Linked DNA regions of Hordeum vulgare: region 1 is linked to region 2. The links are chromatin contacts, called in public Hi-C maps. All regions are on one chromosome and are shown on one strand. Each heading gives the region's core, a stretch centred on a gene start, on an enhancer-like site or on the middle of the called end of the contact. The rest is flanking DNA. Distances are from core to core; before and after follow the strand shown. Region 1 has its middle 34 kb from the start of LOC123450595. Region 2 has its middle 32 kb from the start of LOC123448857.

The links. Hi-C and Micro-C count contacts between places; a contact is called where the count stands out from the background.
Region 1: a Hi-C map of leaf shows a contact between it and region 2, with 3 times the contacts expected there. The contact joins two enhancer-like sites. A contact is called at or near these places in 3 of 6 Hi-C or Micro-C datasets (all in leaf).

What each region holds. Positions count from the first base shown.
Region 1 is chr4H:439,264,484-439,269,498 of MorexV3_pseudomolecules_assembly, reverse strand. No RefSeq gene overlaps it. Among protein-coding and RNA genes, the nearest start is that of LOC123450595, 34 kb to the left of the region's middle. Within about 2 kb of position 1,763, at least 3 of the 3 cell types and tissues checked have open chromatin away from gene starts, as enhancers often do. A contact at or near this core is called in leaf, where this site is marked.
Region 2 is chr4H:438,749,139-438,754,334 of MorexV3_pseudomolecules_assembly, reverse strand. No RefSeq gene overlaps it. Among protein-coding and RNA genes, the nearest start is that of LOC123448857, 32 kb to the left of the region's middle. Within about 2 kb of position 3,499, at least 3 of the 3 cell types and tissues checked have open chromatin away from gene starts, as enhancers often do. A contact at or near this core is called in leaf, where this site is marked.

The sequences.
Region 1 (5,015 bases), core at 514-3,013, 520 kb before region 2:
AAGGTTCGAGCCTTCCCAATATCGATTGGGGTGAATTTCCCAAGATCGATTGGGGTGAATTTCAAAAATGGGGTAGCCCATAGAAACTCCAGCACGCGAGGTGGGCGCGCGGTCACTCTGCGTAAATCCACGCTTCAAATAGGAGCCATCGAGAAGAATAGAGTGGCACCAACGTTTATTTTCAAAAAAATAGAGTGGCACTAACGTTTGAGAACAGATCAAGCAAATTCCTTCCGCAGGAAAGCTCCTTTCATTAATGAGATCATGCAAAATGACGACCAAGGTATCGAGACTGCTAGCTAACGTTGGCCGGTTTTTTTTGGTCGCTACCACACAAAATTCGTTAGCGAGCAATCAATTACTTCGCAGGTTCGGCTATGTTTTTTCCTTTTGTCTTTATTTTTTGTTTCTTCTCATGTTTCCCTTTGTTTTTACATCTATTTTCATTTTATTCAAGGTTTCCCTATTTTTTATTTGTGCTTTCTTTTTTTCTTTCGTTGGTTTTCCTTGTTTCTTTCTTCGTCGTCACAGGTTCTTAGATTTTTATTCGTTCCTATGAGTTTTTTTTATCAGGTTTTGATGCCTTTTTTTCTTTATTTATTTCTTCATTTCTTTCCTTGTTTGCAATTGGTCTCTTTTTTTTGTTTCCTTTGTTTCTTTTTGGTTTTGTCGGTTTCAATTGTTTTTACATTGGTTCCTTAACTTTCATTCACTTTGTTGTTTTCTTTGTTTTTTGTTTTTGTTCTTTGTTTTTGAGTTTTCATCGGGGGTTTTATGTTTAGTATGAGTTAAACCTTATACCATTTCAAAAACATGATTAATATATATTTAGACAGTATATTATGCATCCAAGGTGAAGAATAGTTTACTCCTCACCCTCGCCATTCGAGTGACAAAAGAAATTATCAATCACAAAATATAACCTTCTAGTATGCATGTTGTAAAATTACTTGGATTCATGTTGTAAAATTACCTTACTTATTTTAAAATTATGACAACGTCTTTTAGTGTTATATTGATACGCCATATTATCATCGCATGCAGAATGTAATTTTATAGCATGCATGTCGTAAAATTACTTCACTTTCTTTTGTACACTCCGACACAAAGCTTCTTCTCATAGTGTAATATTTTCAATTATGCATTTAACATATTTCAGACACAAGTTTAAAATTATAAGTCTAACATTTTTTATAAACATCTAACATTTTTAAAATGCTTTATTCATATTTATTAATACAGGGTCAACATTTTTTCGATGACATTAAACATTCTTTTAGCTGCTTTGTTAACATTTCCTAAATACATGATTAACATTTTGGAAGTACAAGGTTAATATTTTTAGAATACATGATCAACATTCTTTTTATGTGCATTTAACTTTCTAAATGATTGATTAACATTTCATATATAATTGTTTCATATATATTTTCAAATGATTGATTAATTTTTTTAATGCATCTCAAACAAAATCAGTCAAAAATTATAGTTTTTAATACATTTTCCATATACATGAGAGGCATTTCGTATATACACATTTCACATTTTTTAAATGCTTGAATAATTTTTTCCATGTGTTTTTACGCAAAGTGTTTTTTTAATATTTATATAAAAATTGAAGGTATAAACTAAAGTAAGAAAATAAAGAAAAAATGGAAATAAGAATGTAATTAAAAGACAAAGAAAGACAAGGTTGTGCACCCAGTGTCCCTGGGCCGGCCTGTCATGAGCCCTCCTTCAGGTGAGAGTCCCGTATGACTCGTGTGAATCGAGAGATAGGAGCGCCACACACTGTGATTGAGACCCATCGAGAATTCCTCTTTAGCGGCGTCAGCTATCATGTGCGGACGTCACCCATGAATTTGTCAAAAATATTCGCCAATACGTCACACGCTAATTAGAGGCTCCCCTCGAAAAACCCTATTTGACTCTCTTTACGTCGAATAGTCAACCAAACACACAGGGCGGCGACCAAATGGACCAGCCCATCTCCTTCTGCAGGCAGTTTCGGTTTCTTCTACATTTTTTTTCTCTTTTTTCTGTTTCGTTTTTTCCTTTTTTTCTTTCTTTTTTTCGTTTTTCTGCTTCTGTTTTTTCTATGGTTATTTTTTAACCTAAGTTCATGTTTTAAAATTGTACTTGAAAATTAAGAATTTTTTCTTCATTTTACGAAAATGTTATAAATTTCAAATTACAAAAACATCCATAGCTTAAAAAAATGAACGGGATTTTAGAAAAATATCTGACATTTTTACAAATTGTTCTTCTTTATAATTTTTTTATTGTTTGATTTTTAGTTTTTCCTTCACTTTTGTTCCTTTTTTCCTTTTCCTATTTTTCTATTTGACATTTTATAATTTTAGTTTTGAATTTCAAAAAATGTTCTCGTATTCACAGTTTTATATTTAAATATCCGTGCTTCAAAAAATGTTCCTGCTTCCAAAATATGTTCAACTTTTGAAAAATGTTCGTGTTTCAAAAATAGTTCTCGTATTCAAAAATCAGCACGATTTTTCAAAAAATGATCCTTTTTTCGTTAATTGTTCACAACTCTTAAAAATGTTTTTATTTTCACATTTTTATCAAAAATGTTCCTATTTTACAATAAATGTTTCACTTTTTTGAAAATCTGTCCTAATTTTGTTCGACAATTCCAAAATTATTCATAATTTTAAAATGCCTGAGAATTTAAAAATTATTCTTCATTTTCTAAAAAATATTTGACATTTCAAAAAAATGTACGTAAGTTCATAAAATGTTCCTATTTTAAAAAGTGCACATAAGTTCAAAAAATGTTCCTGTTCCAAAAATTGTACAATAATTTCATAAAATGTTCTTTTTTACAAAAAAAAATGCTCTATGGTTTTAAAATGTTCCTCTTTCAAAAAAATTATATCCGAAGAAATTGTGTATGTTTTCTAAAAGAATGTGTATTTCAAAAACTTGTTCGCGTTTCCAAATTTTGGTCTTTTTTTAAAAATTGTTCTAAGTTTCAAAATTTGTTGTCAAAATTCAAAAAACTATTCGCTCTTTAAAACATGGTTCCCTCTTTCAAATTTGTTTGGGTTTTTCCAAAATTGTTCTCCTTTTCAAAAAAAATCTTAAGATTCAAGAAATGTTCGTGTATTTAAAAAATTGTTCGCGCTTCCAAATTTATTCATGCTTTTTAAAATTGTTCTCGGTTTCAAAATTTGTTCTCAATATGCAAAAAATGTTCGTGCTTTAAAAATCTGTTTGCGCTTTAATATTTTTTTGGGTTTTTTCAGATTGTTCTCCTTTTCAAATTTGTGTTACAAGATTCAAAAAATGTTCGTACTTTGAAAAATGTATGGGCTTCCAAATTTGGTCATGGTTTCTTAAAATTGTACTCGGTTTCAAAAACATGTTCTCAAAATTCGAAAAATGTTCGTGCTTTCAAAATTTGTTCGTGCTTTCAAATTTATTCGGGGCTTGTTAAAAAAAATCATGCTTTAAAAATTTGTTCACGCTTCCAAATTTGTTCACGATTTTTTTAAATTGTTCTCGGTTTCAAAATTTGTTCTCAAAATTCGAAAATTGTTTGTGCTAAAACATTTTGTTCGCGCTTTCAAGTTTTTTCAGGGTTTTTCAAAAAAATTCTCCTTTTCAAAATTTGTTCTCAAAATTTAGAAAATGTTCGTGTTTTAAAAAATTGTTCACGCTTCCAAATTTATTTATGATTTTTCAAAATTGTTATTAAAATTAGGAAAATGTTTTTCTAGAAATAAAGAAAGGAAAGGCAAAATGTAAAGAAAAACGAACCATAGAAAGAAAATAAACAGAGTAGCAAAAAAGTAACAGAAAAAAAAGCTGGACCGGCCTAGTCGGGGCGCCCCCTGTGCGATGCAGGGCTACCTGCCGTAGTGAGCGGCAGGTAGGAGCTCCCGGTCCCCTCTTCAGCGACCTAGCGCGCCCCACCTCCCAATCAATTATATGGGCCGGCCCATTTATAGTTTACTCCACACCGGTCATGGGAAGGTTCTAGAATCTTTTCTGAAACGGTTTGTTTTTGTTTTCCTATGGGTGTTTATCTTTCTCTTTTAAGATTCTTTTCCATTCTTCTTTTCCATTTCCTTTTTTTTCTTACACTTTCTTTTTTTATATCTTTTTACAAGCATATTTATAATTTTGGAACATTATTTAAAATAAGAATACTTTATGAATTCATACACTTTTTTTTCAAAAAATGAACCATTTTAAGTTAGTGAATATTTTCTAAAGATTCGCATATATCTTTCTACATTATGAAAATTACTTGCTTAACTCCCACTCAAAAAGTACATCTCTCTAGTCATTTGAGTGGTTCGTGATCCAATTCCACTAGCTCATGTCCGATCATCACGTGAGTTGAGGATAGTTTCAGTGATAAGTATCCCTATGCTAATCATATCAACTATATGATTCATGATCGACCTTTCGGTCTCATGTGTTCCGAGACCATGTCTGCACATGCTAGGCTCGTCAAGCTTAACCCGAGTGTTCCGCGTGTGCAACTGTTTTGCACCCGTTGTATGTGAACGTTGAGTCTATTACACCCGATCATCACGTGGTGTCTCGAAACGACAAACTGTAGCAACGGTGCACAATCGGGGAGAACACAATTTCGTCTTGAAATTTTAGTGAGAGATCACCTCATAATGATATCGTCGTTGTAAGTAAAATAAGGTGCATAAAAGGATTAACATCACATGCAATTCATAAATGACATGATATGGCATCATCAAGTGCTTCTTGATCTCCATCAACAAAGCACCGGCATGATCTTCTTGTCACCGGCGCCACACCATGATATCCATCAACGTGTCGCCATCGGGGTTGTCGTGCTACTCATGCTATTACTACTAAAGCTACGTCCTAGCAATATAGTAAACGCATCTGCAAGCACAAACGTTAGTTTAAAGACAACCCTATGGCTCCTGCCGGTTGCCGTACCATCGACGTGCAAGTCGATATTAACTATTACAACATGATCATCACATACATCCAATATATCATAT
Region 2 (5,196 bases), core at 2,250-4,749:
ACGCGTGCAAAAGAAAAATAAAAAATAAAAATCCGAAAAAAACGTTCAAAACGTGACACATGTCGACGTCTGAAAACGGTCCAAGTCGCGACGCGTGGGGGTGCTTATTAGAAGGCTCTCGAAAGAGCACTCTCTCTCTCTTCTTCTTCTTCTTCTTCTTCTTTATTTGTTTTTTACGGACCATTGGGCTACAAGGTAGGCCGTCTTCTTCCTGAGATCTGACAACCACGCAGCCGCTACTGGTGCATTCGCAGCGTCGGACCCCTCCTGCATTCCTCGTAAATCTCTCTCTTTCGGTACTATGTCCTAACGAGCCATATTTAAGACAGTAAAACTGAACCTAAACCGAGCTCTCTCACATCCTCAATGATTTTAGTTGTAGGATTTCGTGTTTGAACTAAATCCGACCGTCAGATCTTTGTTTTAGCACCATTTTACCGGGACTGACTCGGCTGTCCTAATAGGACGCTATGGGTACTCCTACCTGCCGCTCACTACGGCAGGCAGCCCTGCACCGCACAGGTGGACGCCCCGACTAGGCTGACCCAATTTTGTTTCTTTTTTTCTGTTACTTTTTTCCTTCTTTGTTTATTTTCTTTTTTGGTTTGTTTTTTATATTCTTTTTTCCTTTCCTTTTTTATTTGAAGAAAACACATTTTTTCAATTTGAATAACATTTTTGAAAAATCATGAACAAATTTGGAAGCATGGAATTTTATTTAAAGCAAACACATTTTTAAATATTGAGAACAAAATTTTGAAAAGGAGAACAATTATGAAAATCCATGAACAAATTTTAAAGAGCGAACAAATTTTTAAGCACAATGTTTTTTTTTCATTTTATGAACAAATTTTGAAACCGAGAACAATTTAAGAAAACAAGAATAAATTTGGAAGCGTGAACAATTTTTTAAAGCACGAATATTTTTTGAATAGTGAGAACAAAATTTAGAAAAGGAGAACAATTTTGAAAACCCCCGAACAAATTTGAAAGCACGGAAAAAAAAATTAAACCACAAATATTTTTGAAATTTTGAGAGGAAATTTTGACAATGAGTACAATTTAAAAAAGTGAAAAAATTTGGAAGCACGCTTTTTTAAATTGAAAAGGAGAACAATTTTGAAAAGCCCCGTACAAATTTGTAAGCACGAACAAATTTTTAAAGCACGGACTTTATTTGCATTTTGAGAACGAATTTTGAAACCGAGAACAATTAAAAATAGTGAACAAATTTGGAAGCGCGGACAATTTTCTGAATATCCTAACATTTCTTGAATCTTGAGAAAAACAATTTGAAAAGGGGAACAATTTTGTAAACCCCAAACAAATTTGAAAGAGCGAACAATTTTTTTAAAGTGAACATTTTTTGAATTTTGTGAATAAATATTGAAACTAAGAACAATTTACTAAAACTTGAATGAATTTGGAAGCGCGAACAATTTTTTAAATACACTAAATTTTTGGAAAACATAAACAATTTCTTAGTCTATAAACAAATTTGTCAACAGGAGAATTTTACAAACATATATTATTTTTTATGTAAGAAAGAACATTTTTTGTAATTTGTGAACAATTTTTGAAACATGAAGATTTTTGAACTTATGTACACTTTTTAAAACTGGATTTTTAAACTTACGTACATTTTCTGAAACGGCATTTTTTTCAGAAAATGAAAAGTATTTTCTAAACTTCTCAAACATTTTAAAATCATGAATAATTTTTGAATTGGCGAACAAAATTTGATCAAGTTTTGAATTTGTGAACAAATTTAAAAAAATATATTTTTCATAAAACATGAACATTTTTAAAAATTGTGAACAATTTATGAAAAAAGGAACACATTTTAAAAAATCATGCGGATTTTTGAATACGGGAACAATTTTTGAAACACGAACTTTTTTTAAAAGATGAACACATTTTGAAAGCAGGAACATTTTTTGAAGCACAATCATTTAAATATAAAATGTGAATACGAGAACATTTTTTGAAATTCAAAACAACAATTACAAAATGTCAAAGAGAAAAATAAGAAAAGGAAAAAAAGGACAAAGTGAAGGAAATAATTAAAAAGGGAAAATTAACATTTATTGAAAAAAATAACATGTTATAGAAATGTGGGACCTTTTTTCTAAAATGCCGAACATTTTTTGAAGCCAGGAATGCTTTTGTAAAACAGAAAATATTTGAAATTTAGAACATTTCTATAAAATCAAGAATATTTTCTGAATAACCACAGAAAAAACGAAAACAAAGAAACAGAAGCAGAAAAACAAAAAACCAAACAAACAGAAAAAAGGATAAAAAAATGAAGTAGAAACCGGAACTGCGTGCAGAGGGAGATGAGCTGGCCCAGTTTATCGCGGCCCTATGCGTTTGCCCGACTATTTTAGGCAAAGAATGTCAAATAGGGTTTTCCGGACGCTACCGTCGGGAAATTTTTGAAAGCAACTAGTTAGGGAGCGCTCCCTCGCGAACCTTTCAGCGATCGTTTCCGCGCCGCAACTTGGCGCATTTCTAGCCGACGCCACGTGTCGCGTTCTAAGCGTTCCCTTCGGATTTTTTTCGCACGCGTTTTCGCTTTTTTTGAGTGGTTTTTTCCTGATTTTTTAGTGTTATGATTTTTCATCGGTCTTCCATAACTTTTGGACGAAACAATTTTATTTATTTTTTCACAAAAACGCGTGTTTTTTATGTGATTTTTTTGTTTTTTACGAGAGACACGGTTTTACTTCAGCAAAAGGCACGGTTTTGCCTTCGCGAGAGGCACAACCATGCCTCTCAGAAATGAAAAAAACGCGTTTTCATTTTTTGCGAGAGACACGGTTTTGCTTTCACGAAAGACACGGTTTTGCCTTTGCGAAAGGCACGTCCGTGCCTTTCGGAAAGGAAAAAACGTGTTTTTTTTACGAGAGGCACGGTTTTACTTTCGCGAGAGGCACACCCGTGCCTCCTCCGAAAGGAAAAAAACGCATTTTTCTAGAGAGGCACAGTTTTGCTTCCGCAAAAGGCACAGTTTTGCCTTCGCGAGAGGCACGACCCGTGCCTTTTGATAAGGAAAAAAACGCGTTTTCTGTTTTATTTTCTATCGCGTGAGGCCGAGTTTCTTCGTTCGGTTTTTTTCTTCGAGTTTTTTTCATGAAAAAAAAGTTCGTCAAAATCTATCAACATGTAATCTAGTTTTGAAGATCTCGACGCGAGAAAGTCAACAGTGAAAACGGTTCGAGATTTGAACGCACGGTTTAGGAGATAAAACGTTTTGAAAATACGGATCTACGAAAAAAGTGAAAACCCCTGGTTGCGACAAGTGGCACGCATGCAGTGCGCCACTTGTCACAACTTGTGATGGTGAAAGTAATCGTTGGAAGGTGTATTCGCTAAGTAGTGATTTCGGATACTTTTGTAACCCTGTCATTGAGTGGGCTTATTGGGCCCATTTATATATGTGTCTAACTAACGAAGCTACTACGCAGCGATCTGTGCTTTCTGAGCCCATTTATCTCCTGCATCCATCCGACACGCAGGTGGGGGAGCCAAGGTGACGATAGATCCACAGCGGGAGGGGATGAAGCTGACCCGACGCACGCGAGGGAACGGGCGGTTGAGGGGATCCGACACGCACACGAGGGAACCGGTTCATAGTTGATTTCAGAAATATGGCTTTGTTCGAATGTTCTTCTGAATGTATGTCTTTCACGCAGGAATAGCACAGGTCATCCACTCTTTCCTTCTATTGCAGCATCCCTGTTCAACCATAGCTCGTGGATAGATTAGCATCTTTCGTGGAGATTCATTGTGCCCCTTCTTTCAGGTATGCATCGAGTACTCTCCATATTTTGTTGTTTCTGGCCAAATGTATTACAACTTTTTAATAATACTAAACGAGAAACTGTGTTGGTCCGGTACACCGTGCCTATTCCTGCAACAAAACCAGGAAAGAAACTTGCAGGGCTGCAAAGCTTGCACATGTATTTTGGCTGGATTCCATTGCTGTCCTTTATACAATGGATTTACGGCATGTAAGTGCATATGGAATGAAAAAAAGGGGTATTCCCGTAGTGTATGCATTCAAATCATATATCTCTCTTTTCAATGTGTTAACAATCTGGTTCATTATTATGTTTTCCAAGAAACATCGCTGAACTCAAAGGCTCATTATCTTTGCTGACATGAAGTGAACCCTTTCAAGAACACGGTATGTGGAAATGAAACAAATAGCAGAGATGATTTCTTGACAAAAGTCTGTATTAATCATAAGCATACTTTTGAAAAACATTGCTGCATGTATTAAGTTAAAATGTAAAAAATATAAACTCCCTCCCTAAACAAATGTATGAGCGTTTAGATCACTAAAGTAGTGATCTAAACGCTCTTATATTTCTTTACACAGGGAGTTTGTCTTTTTTGTTGGATTACCCGTTTAACATGATGTATCAGGGTTACTTTTCACAACCAGCGAATATAAGTGTTTAGATCACTATTTTAGTGATCTAAACGCTCTTATTTTACAGCTTTGAGAAATTGTTATATGATAATTTGATGCCATCAACTCCAATTGTGATGCCTCGATTAAAATTAATACTTTTTATTCCGTTTACTAAGTTTCGTATTAAAACAACCCTGATTATTAATCATAGTTGATCGATCCAGAGTCGCAGTCCATATGACATGCTTCTTTCTTTACTGCTCATTCTCCATCAACCTGCTATGAAGAAATGTTGTGATTGTCCCAATCTGGAGGAAATAAACTCAAGTGCAAGGTTTTGGAATGATGTTATGTAGCTGTCCCCAGATTCAAAACTGGCTAATTGTGAATTTTGTAGACTACCCAAGATTATATAAAGCAGTGGTACTTCAATATATTTCCTTTGTACAATAATTTAATTCTTTTGAACTATGACATCCCCGCACCGACCTGCTGCCACCTCGTGCAAAAAGGAACATTTTGTCCGACGCCTCTACATTTCTACCTTGAAAAGGTGTGATTAGATTTTATGTAAATTCATTTTTTTCATGATGTAATTCCTGTCATTCTATTGATAAAGTTGACGGGCGTGGAAACGCGCACCATCAGTGATCTAGTTGGCCACTAGAACAAGGGAAAAGTGCTGCTTTTACGACCACCCTTAACGCATCCTTGCCGCTCATCTCTGTCCCTACTCCCTCCCCTGACCCTTATAAAACCTCAAGAAGTCGCAT